Regions from separate parts of the Mus musculus genome. Here regions 2 and 3 are each linked to region 1. Evidence: chromatin contacts called from public HiChIP or PLAC-seq data. All regions are on one chromosome and are shown on one strand. Each heading gives the region's core, a stretch centred on a gene start, on an enhancer-like site or on the middle of the called end of the contact. The rest is flanking DNA. Distances are from core to core; before and after follow the strand shown.

Region 1 (3,608 bases), core at 505-3,004:
CCATTTCCTGCCTGGACTTCAGTACCCAGCCACGTCCAAAGGGTCTCACACTGTAGCTCTGTCTGTCTTACTATGTAGACCAGACTGGCCTAGAACTCAGAGAGACTAAAGAAAAGAGACAGTACACTGGGCCTTCACTAGATTAACTGTTCCTGCCTTAGCTGCCTCTCAGTTGATTCTCTGCACTGCAGTCAAAGGGGTCCTTCTTTATGCCGCTACTTTAAACCAGACATTTTCACCTTCAAGGAAACCAAGCTCTTTAAGTAGCTTCCATCTTCTTGGACTCAGGCTTTGCATAATTGATCTTCCCCCTTGGCAGCAAGGACCTTAGTTGAGACCTCAGCTCAAATGTCATTTGATAGATGGGGGATGCCTTCTGAGAGCACCCGATGTCATCCCGTTTCCTCAACTTGTCTCTAGCCCCTTTCTTGTTTTTGTTTCTTTGGTGTTTGTTGGTTGGTTTTTGAGAGAGGGTTTCTTTGTGTCACCCTGGCTATTCTGGAACTCACTTGGTAGACCAAGCTGGCGTTTAACTCAAGAGATTCACCCACGAGTGCTGGAATTAAAGTATGGCCTTCCCTTTAGTGTTTTTTTGCTGTTGTTCTTGGAGGTGCTGGGTGTTGAATCCAGGGCTTCAGTCACGGTCAGCAAGCACTGTTCCACAGCCTCAACACCATTTTCTTTTCCAAGTCAGCAAAAGTCTAACATACACATTTGTCATCTGTCTCCTCTCCGTCTCTAGAGAATAAAGCTCTGTGCCAAGGAACGTGTTGGATCCCCAGTGTCCCAGCAACTAGCACAATGCCTGGCTCTCCATGGCCGAAGTGACAAATGAACCGTTTCTCAAGACGCCTCTTTACTCTCCTGGCTTTCCTAACCTAAGCAACACTCAGGACATGAGACAAGACTAAGCCTCCAGTCTGCCGGCCTCCATTCTCCGCGGCGGTAGAAATGAGCCTAGAGGTCTCAAGGAACCCAGCAGTTCCACAATTTAGTAAAGCAACTATGTCCAAGTTTGTGTGGCTTGGCAGTGCGCAGGGATGGCGAGCCAAAGAAAGCAATCTAGGAGTTGGGTGGCACCGGCGGCCTAGCCCAGCCTGCCCTCCCCGGATAGGGTTTGCAAATCCTAGCCTGTCAAACCCACCGCTTCTGCAGTGGGGCACCCGGGTAAGGCACCCATTTTCATGGTGGCTAAGGTCCAAGGCGCCCACCTCAGAAAGGACTCTGGGAAGGTGTGGCCTCTGCGTCAACTACGGCCAGAGGAAAAGGTGCCAACCCTTTGTTCGGAAAATAGCACCTCAGTAAGAAACGCGGGAAACACAGGGTGTCTTTTGGCCCAGCCAGGCTGTTGGCCGCTGAAAGAGAGCGACACGACGCATCCAACATGGCTGCGGCGCCAGCGCGGCGAAAAGCGACGGGAAAGAAATGGCGCCGGGCTGTGTGGCCAGCTTGGGGCACACGGCGTTGGGACGTTGGAACCAAGAAAGCGGCCTCAAGACTCTCTGGGTTCTACTGCCCAGAGACCCGGAAGTCTGACTAAGGCTACGTGGAGTGCTACCATTATGTCTGCACAAGGCCGGCCTCAAGCGCCGGGTTGAGCTCGGAATGCCGGGAAAAGTCCATTCTCGAAACAGAATGCGCTACGAAGACTGCGCTGACCCGCAATAGTGGGCGGGCCAACGACGCCAACACTGTGACGTCGTGCCGACGGCTCGCCCCACCCCCAGCCAACGTTCTAGAGCTGGCGGTGCGAGAACCCTACGCCGGTTGCGCACATTGCCTTGTTTAAGGTGGGCCGACCAGGGCCCCCATCTCCGTCACCGACGTAAAGCGGTTCCGAGAATGTCCGTGGCGTCGCGCGGAGCCCTCCAGACGCTGTTTACGTAGCGTCTGGGCCGTGCGTAGCGTTAAGTTGGAGCGGTCTCCGCGGCCGCCGCCATTTTGTGCAGTTGCTGGGAAGGAAGGGAGACGCCTCAACCGTGGCACCGCCCGGTTTGAGCGGGACCAGACCTCCCGACTGTCCTAACAACCCCGATTCTCTGAGTTGTGCTCCCGTCTCCGACGAGAGAGGCGGCGACGGTGGCGTCTGCGACGGGAGACAGCGCGTCGGAGCGAGACAGCGCCGCGCCTGCCGCCGCCCCAACAGCGGAGGCGCCGCCGCCGCCATCGGTCATCACTAGACCCGAGCCGCAGGCCCTCCCGAGCTCGGTCATCCGTGCCCCGCTCCCAGATCTTTATCCGTTTGGGACCATGCGTGGAGGCGGCTTTGGGGATCGGGATCGTGACAGGGACCGTGGAGGGTAAGGGGGAGGTGCGGGCGGGGGGCGGGGTGGCCCGCAGAGCCCTGAGGCTCGCGCCGTACAATGGCGGCGGCGCGCAGGCCTCAGGCTTGGGCGGACGTCTCTGCGGACCGCGATCCTGGCTCGGAAGTGGCAGGCCAGCCTTGTCGCCTCTCTTGGCCCGCTCGCTGATCATTTGATCCCTGCAGGCCGGCCGCAGTGTCTGTCTGGGGGAGGATCCGGATGCTCAAGTTTTAATCTAGGAAAAGCTGCTTGAGATCGTTTCTTTTCCGCTATGTTAGCCATCCCTGTTAGAGAGGGACTGGAGTCGAAAAGGCCTTTTTTTGGTTTTAAACTAGGTTTTACTCCCTTTCTGTTATATTTTTGGTTAAGTGGAATCAGATTGGAATGGGAAGTGCTGGAGTTGCTTTCCAAAAGATCCAAATTGCGGGTGACTTTTTTTTTTTTTTTTTGAAACTAACAAAGCCTGTTGAAATCAAGAGAACTCCTTGAGGTGGCACACCCTGCACTAGAGACTGAGTCAGGCTTGGAGTTCAAAGCTAGCCTGGGCTACACAGATCAGAACAAGAGAACAGTTAGCAGAGTTCAAAGTGAGGGCAGTGGTAGAAAGAAAAAAAAATCAGAATAAGCCTTGTAAAGGAATCGTAATTGTAGAAGCTTTATTCTGTCCTAGGTCATTATTCAAGATCCAAGCAGTTTGGGATTATAAGCAAGCCCAGTGGAAATAACACATAGGAGCCACATTATTATCCTTATTAGACTTAGCCTTAAAATCTCCTAAAGATTGGGTTTTGGCCATTATTACAGATTGAAAACAAAAGAAAACTGGTTATTTCTAGAAGTGTTTTAGACTTGTATCAGTTGCTTCATTTGCAAGTGGAGTAAAGTAGTCAAATGAGAAGGCCTGGCTCACTGTAGTATTGCACTGAAAAGCCAGAGGCCTTTTAAAGGTCTTGGTGGGTCTACTCAGTTGAATGTTTTTCTTTCTAGTTGTGCTGGTTTAGCAGTGGTATTAATAAGTCACCCAAATTCTGCCTACTGAATGTAGATACCCAAAGAATTCCAGTAAAATTTCTGGCCATGATCACTGCAGGGTGGGTTTGTCTCAGGGCCATGAAGCTTAGTCTAACGGTTGTCCTGGAATGTGTCCTCAGTGTCCCCAAGTTCAGAAACACGGGTGTAGGCCACCACACCAGGTTCTAACAGAAGAGGGGATTACCTTGTGGGGTTCCTGCTACCTCTCCCAATATTGGCAGGTCTTGAAATGAAATTCTTTAAAATAACTTGAAATTTCTCCAATTTTCTAGT
Region 2 (3,608 bases), core at 721-3,220, 1.4 Mb before region 1:
ACACAAACAGAGAACATTTTGTCTGACTCTGAGCCAGCAGGATGCTCTTGCAGTCCCTCCAGGCACAGGAAGACAGCCCTGCAACAGCAGAGTTCTCCTCAGTCTCTTTCTCAGAACTTCCCTCACTTCCATGACATGCTACCCCAGTTCATCCGTCTGTCAATGTGACAAGTTCCCAAATTCACAAAGAAAGAGGGTGAACACATTTTTATGTGGTGGCAACTACTTGCTCACAACCTTCTTCTTGCTAGGAACTAAACAAAAGGTTTACTTTTGTCAACCAGCACTGTACCCAAGCCACATCCAGGACTCCCCACAGTCTTATTAAATTAATGTTGATCCAGGGGTCATATACACCAGCCAAAACACCTCCCCTCTACCATAGACCACACATATCTGTGGTTAAAAAGGACAGGGAGTTGGATGTGTTGACACATGCTTTAATCCCAACATCTACGAGTCAGAGAAACAGAAAGATCACTGAAGACCAGCCTAGTCTACACAGAAAGCTTCGGGCTAGCCAGGGACAAACAACACCAGCAACAATCAGGGGTGGAGCCATAGCTCTACGGTTAAGAATGAATACTGCTCTAGCAGAGAAGTCAAATTTGGTTCTCAGAACCCATAACAATCTCACCGCTGTTCTAACTCCTGGGGATCTAAAGCCATCTTCTGACCTTTGCAGGTCATGCACTCATGAACACACACACATTTAAAAAAATTAAATTTTAAAAGTTTAAAACCAATCAACCAATCAACCAAAAAACCAAGATGAGATAATGATGAAGAAGCTACATTAAGGATTTGGGGACAGCTCAGTAGTGGAGGGAGGCCCTGGGTTCCATATGGAATAATCAACAACAACAGTAGCAGCAGCAGCAGCACACACATAGGTCACGGGGAACAGAGTATGGGAAACTGATCATTAATGCTTGGAGTCAGAAGAAAGCTGGAGGCTAACAGAGGGCTTAAGGGGGAAAAGAACCAGGAACTGTGCGTGCCTGAAAACTCAGTCACCAGCACAGTCAGAAAAGCTACAAAGAAAAAAAGATGAAACTGAAAAGTAGTCCGGTTGAAGATGTGAATTTGGAGGCTTGAGAGCGCACACCTTCAGTTCGGCACTTGGAAAGCAGAAGCAGGCAGAGCTCGGAGTCTGAGGCCAGCCTGGGCTACAAACATGAATTTACCTAGAAAGATTTCTTTTAAGGAACCGGATAGACAGACAGACAGACAGACAGACAGATAATACCCACTCCCCTGTCATCTCTAAAAACTCACCACCAACACCAACAAAAACCTAAACAAAAACAAAAACAAACCCACCATAGCCCATCATAAATTTCCTATGCATCATGAGACGGGAAGACACGGCACAATCTGTCACTGACAAGGAAACTTTAAAGCATCTGTATTTCCTATTACTGCCCTATGAAAGCAGTCGGGACCCACACCTAAATCTCAGGGTAATTTCAGGACCTCTAACCGGAAGCACACGAGGCGACCCCTGCCTACACGTCCGCCTCAGTTTCCCCGCTGCTAACACTCGGCCTAGGCACTGAACCCGAGTCTTCCAGGGGAACAGCTAAGTCGGCTCTGAGGGAGAGTTGCCACCTGCCGAGACGCCCGCCGCTGCGTCAGGCGCAGTTCCTCCGGGTCGCCGGGAGCCGCCGGAGGGGGTGGGTCTGTCACTGTCACGCGCGTCCCGGGTCGCCGTGGGAGCAGCCACGCCGCGGCGGCTCGCCGCCCCCGCCTGAGGCGGCGCCTTCCCCGCCGCCTTCCCCTCAGCCCGTACCCCGCGGCCTCCACTCAAGAGGCAGGTGAGCGTCCCCCTCGCCGGCCCGGAGACTCGGAGACTCGCGCACCGCTCACCTGTCTCGCGGCCACCTCAGCACCTCGGCAGGTCAGGCTAGCAGCTGCCTCCTAGTCGGCGCGCACTGCTGCCCTTCTGCGCACGCGCGGGCCGCAGAGCCGGTGGCCGTGGGGCATGCTGGGGGCTGTAGTTTCGCGGGAAGACTGGCCCATCCCAGGTTCCAGGCGTCCTTTAGAGGTAGGTACCCCAGGCACCCGGTCTGTGATGCAAGCAACTCGTGGTTGTTTGGGAGCAGTCAGGATGGAGTCAGTGCACAAGTCCAGAAACTGGTCTTCTCTTTCAGGCTCACAGAGCTGGCTTCTAGACCAGATTAATCTAGTTTTCCATCAGTCACAGGCCCTGGGGAAAGCAGTAATTGATTGAGGTCATGACTAAGAAGGAAGCGGTGTGTGGAACCTGAGCACCTGCTTTTGAGTCACTCGTAACATTTTGCGCATCCATAAAAACCCGGAACTTACGGTTTCCGTGAGAACTCAATGTGTATGGAAAACGTTTAAACACAGCACCAAAGAACAATCCAGAAAGATGGCAGCTGACACTGTCACTGCTGGCAAGGAATCTAATCTGAACCCGCCCCCCCCCCCTCCCTCATTTCAGAAAGGCTATCAACAGCATTAAAGGGACATCTCAGCCAAATCTGAAAAGACACTGACTGCGACCAACACCGGTTTGAAGTGTTGGTTCGTACTTGTGCCCAGGTCAATGAAGCAAACTCTACAAACCGCAAGGTGGACTCAGTCATGACCTGGCCGTACAATAAACAGCTTACAAAGCACATTAGCAGGTTTTTCACATCACCCAAGCACAGGAATGGGCTGAATGCAGAATGAATGTTATTCTCATTTGTTTCAAAAATTCCTTCCCTGAGAGACTTAAATATTTACCAGATCCTTATAAGGTGCCAATGACGAATCGAAGTACGATCTCAGCAAAGTTCAACCTGGAGAGCCAATGAATCTGTTAGGCTTACTTACAGAGCATAGATGATAGATTGCATACAGGAGCATGGGTAACATGCAGCCATACTGCCGTCTTCACCCGAAATGGAATATGGCTTCCCCACAGCTCAGGAGGACATGGAGCCCCTGAAGCATATATGACCCGGCGCATCCAGAGATTTTTGAGGTCATGTGCAATTAGGGTAGAACTGCCTCCAATGGCTGTGAGGAGCAGCTGTAATCTCAAGTCTGGGGTGGGAAGGGGCAGACAGTTGCCCTCTTCAGTCCCTCCTTCTATGAGGGAACGCCAACAGTCAAAAAAGCCCCACGGTGGTGACTGCTAGCAAACAGGCACGGCTGACTTTCTGACGGAAGTGTTTAGAGAAGGACCCGGATGGAAATAACAGGAGCTAGGAAGTGGTAACATGGAATCTGTGTTGATTACCTAAGTAGTCTGTTTGTCTTTTCAGTCACAGCACCCTTTTAATTTGTGTGACTCATCCCCAGCACACACATTAAAAATTGAAAGATGCATGTGTTTTATTGTATGTGTATTAGTGCTTTGCCCACATGAGTATACATGTACCATGGTGCCTGGCGCTTGAGGAGGCTAGAACTGGAGTTACAGATGGTCCTGAGTCACCACGTGGAAGCTGGGATTGAACTCAGGTCCTCTGTTAAAGCAACAAGTGCTCTTAATCACTAAATCACTGAGCCAACTCTAGCCCCTCAGTTTTTGCGTGTGGTTTTTGTTTTTTTGATTTTTGTTTGTTTTTGTTGTTGTTGTTGTTTGTTTGTTT
Region 3 (3,608 bases), core at 608-3,107, 1.2 Mb before region 1:
GAGGCCAGCCTGGTCTACAAAGTGAGTTCCAGGACAGCCAGGGCTATACAGAGAAACCCTGTCTCGAAAAACAAAAAACAACAACAAAAAAAGAGTTTCTGTTTGTAGGGAAGATTTCAAGGATATGATGGGTTAAAAGAGCCATGTAGCATGGACAGTTTATTTTGTTTTGTTTTCTTTACTCCTTTAAGTACTATCAGAAACTACATACTCAGACAATCAAGTTTAAGACAAGCCCTTAAAAACAGTGAAGAACAAGCTGAGCCTCTTTAATTCAGCATTCAGGAAAGAGGCAGGTGGTGGATCTCTGTAAGTTCCAGACCAGCCTGGTCTACAAAGCAGTTCGAGGCCAGCGGAGGCTACATGATGAGACCTTGTCTCAAAAACAAAACAAAACAAAACAAAACACACAGAGGCATGCATCCCAAGTGGGACAAACCAGTCTAATCTGTATTCTGGATACTGGTTATCCAGTATATGCCTACCTGTAGAGACTACTACTACACTGATATCCCTCCCACTTACTACATCGATACTCATGCTATACAAGTGTCTCCATGCTCTGCTCTTTAAGGAGCGTTCAAAACCCACGGCGAACACATAGTTTTAAAGTCAAGAACTGAAATCTCCCACAAGCGAAGAGAAACATTTCACAAAAGGCTAGGATGTGTGATTTTTGTACAGCTTACTGCTATGTTTAACTGTGAAGGAGGTACAAATGATGTTTTTATTCACGGAGTCTTGGTTGGTACTCTTTATTCAGAATCCAAGCAGCCCAAAGACACAGGAGAAAGCTTGAAGCTCAAAGTCTCAGACGGGTGACCTGCGTCCAAGACTAAGGATGGATGAGACGGCTGCTGTTCTTGGGTGTCGTGATAGCCACTGTAGTGAATTTCACTGGACCAGATATTTATTTAGCCATCATGGACTAACAAATCCGTTAGTTTGGAATTAAAGGGCACCTTACCAGCATTAGGTAGCAAACCCTTCCCAAGGCTCTTTCCAAATCTGTCATCCCTCCGCCCCTCGCCCCTCGTCTGTTTCCTCATCCAAAGTGAGCATCGCCTCGCCACAGCACCCCACCCCCGACCGCACGCAGCTCTCGCGGGATGCCCGTGGAACCTCGCTATCGGGGTCCAGCACATAAGCCTGCACGCCCGCCGCGCGGGGACACCGGATGCTCGCGCCCCACCGCCTGGCATTTGCAGCTCAGAGGGCCCTAGGCGACACGAAGCGCTCGGACAGCCACCGGCCCACCCGGAAGCCCTTTCCTCCGCTCACACCTGCAGGCGCGTGACGCCGGTCTGTCCCGGCCCCAATACTTGGGGACACCAAGGCCCTCGCGACCGACGTGACCGCGCGTCCCTCACACACCCCTCCCCCGCCTCACGTCTGCACATTGCGATCCCACAGCGCGCCCCGGGCAAGCGCCCCGGCCCGCCGCGGCCCACTCGGGTCGCGCGCGCTCTCTCCACCCGCCCCCCCCAACCCGCCCCTCCCGCCCGGCTCGCTCCCGTCGCGCGCGCGCGCGCGCGAGGACACGCACACGCTGCACCTCAGCGGGCCGTGCCGCGCGCCCCCGAGGGCGTCCTCAGTCGCCCACCCTGGGTCGCCCCGCTCCGCTCCGCCTGGCGGCTCCCGAGAAAGGAGCAGGCCCGCGCGGCCCACGATCCTCACTCACCGCTGAGCCGCGCCGGCTCCGAGTGCGCGGCGTTCCGCTGTGGAGCCCAGCGGTGACCGCGGTCTCCGCTCCTCCGCAAGCTGTGGAGGCGTCGTCGCGGGGAGGCTGAGAGGCGAGGGGGGTCACGGTCGCTCGCTTCACCTTGCCGAAGCTCGGGGACCCCAGAAACTAAAAACAAAATAAACAAACTTTCCCCTCCGCCTCCCTCCCCCAAAACCACAACACAAACACTCTGGCGCCCGCCCACAGCCCCACTCCATTGGCCGCAGGCAGGATGCCTCTAGCTTTCACTGGTTAGCTTTCGTGCCCGTCAAGCCGCTGGTCCTCCTCCCTTAAGTCCTCGCCGCTGCCGTCTCCCCTCATTGGCTAAGTGCTTCCCGTTTGCCGAGCTGGGATTGGCTGAGCGGCCTGCGCCAATCATGAGGGGACACACCCCCTCAGCATCCCAGAGGCCGCTTCCTCGGTCGCGGACCCAGAGAGACGAAGGGGAAACTAGAGCATGATGGCGGCCGAGATCACCTAGCGCAGTCATCTCTTCCCCCTTTTTTAGCTCACTAATGCCTCTCTCAGGGGCTGTTTCCCCCAAGCTCCTTTCACCATTCGAGACTGCACTAATAACGGAATCTATACGTGCAGGCTCCTTGATTTATCCCCTCCGAATTGCTGAGTGTGGGTTGGTTGTGCGTCATTGGACTGTCAGGGTGTCGCTCCCAAGTCACATCCTTAAGCTATTGGTGGATCAGCCAGAAAGCGGCCAACAACAAGGGCCCATGCCATTGGTTTGATTCCACTGTTTCCCCCACCCCCCTACCCCGGCCTCTTATTGGGCACTTCCGTGTTGTCCGTCAGATCCGGATTCTCCACACTACGTTTTGGCTGAGGAGCGGGGCATCTTTAGTCATTGAAAGTTGACAGTGATAACTACTATCATTTATTGTATTTTATTCCAAATACGGTCCCCAATTCTTTACAGAAACTATTCTGATTAAACAGTAATTTTACAGGAAGCAAAGCCAAAAGAGGTTAAGAGACTTATCCAAGGTCACCCATTTAGAAAGAAGTTTTGGGACATAAGGTGGTTTCTAGGCCTGTCTGACTCGTTTCTATACATGCCTTAGTATCTCTGAATAGTATCCGTCCGTCAACCCAGTATCTTAAAACTGTTTCCTTCAGAACCTAAATTACTCAGTTTCTGGCAATTAGAAACCTTGTCATTAACATTATTGGAGACTAACTTTAGAAAGATTGTCATCATATCCTCCTAGGCACCATTCTTCCCTGTTCTAAGTTAAACAGTATATTTTTCCTGACAAGAAGCACGTATAAAATCTATATTCTGTTTCTTTGTCTTTGTAAATGGTCATTTTTTTACCATACTTATGTGCCCAAGCAACACTCATACACACCTCTGACCATCTTTAGCTTGTTCCTTTGAAAGAATAAAGAATTCGAAATTAGGAGAAATTAAGTCTAGAGTGAGATAAAGAATCCATCCCTTTAGAAATAATTGATTGCATGCAAATGGAACAGTCCTCTGCCTCCAGGAAAGCTTCCAGAGCCGCTGATGTCGAGCAAGCCATGTGTGTTCTCCTGGCTTCTGGCCACAGGATTCTTTCTCTGTGACAGCTTTAATGGAAGCGACTCCACATTTCAGCCAGGGGAGGGCAGAATGCTTAAGACCCACTGCCAGAGTACCAGCCTCCAGCCTCTGGGACCGAAACGATCTCCAGGAACCTATGCTGGACTCTAACCCACATCTGGGCATGTTAGCGTATTACCATCCCAAATCCCTGTCCCTTGTAGGTGAGGGGGTTCATAGCCCTTGTTCCCCTTCCCTATCCAAGCTGTTGTGTAATCTCACTGGCACTGGCTTAACAATGAAACAGCCATTGTAACACAGCAGTAGGCTCAGCACTTACACCCTTCC

The links. HiChIP or PLAC-seq counts read pairs in DNA pulled down with a chosen protein or histone mark.
Region 2: an H3K27ac HiChIP or PLAC-seq map of thymic regulatory T cells shows a contact between it and region 1, with 7 times the contacts expected there. The contact joins the promoter of Sgsm3 here to the promoter of Ddx17 in region 1. A contact is called at or near these places in 1 of 39 promoter capture datasets (liver) and 1 of 115 datasets of contacts at active chromatin or transcription factors (thymic regulatory T cells).
Region 3: a contact with region 1 is called in an H3K4me3 HiChIP or PLAC-seq map of embryonic stem cells, with 7 read pairs. The contact joins the promoter of Tnrc6b here to the promoter of Ddx17 in region 1. A contact is called at or near these places in 1 of 39 promoter capture datasets (liver) and 1 of 115 datasets of contacts at active chromatin or transcription factors (embryonic stem cells).

Annotation. Positions count from the first base shown.
Region 1 is chr15:79,544,887-79,548,494 of GRCm38.p6, reverse strand. Ddx17 (DEAD box helicase 17) reads left to right here and starts at 1,754. Exons shown (of 13, transcript NM_001040187.1): 1 at 1,754-2,300. The coding sequence starts at 2,251.
Region 2 is chr15:80,976,127-80,979,734 of GRCm38.p6, reverse strand. It overlaps Sgsm3 (small G protein signaling modulator 3), which reads right to left and starts at 1,970. Exons shown (of 22, transcript NM_134091.2): 1 at 1,870-1,970.
Region 3 is chr15:80,709,562-80,713,169 of GRCm38.p6, reverse strand. Tnrc6b (trinucleotide repeat containing 6b) reads right to left here and starts at 1,857. Exons shown (of 25, transcript NM_144812.3): 1 at 1,682-1,857.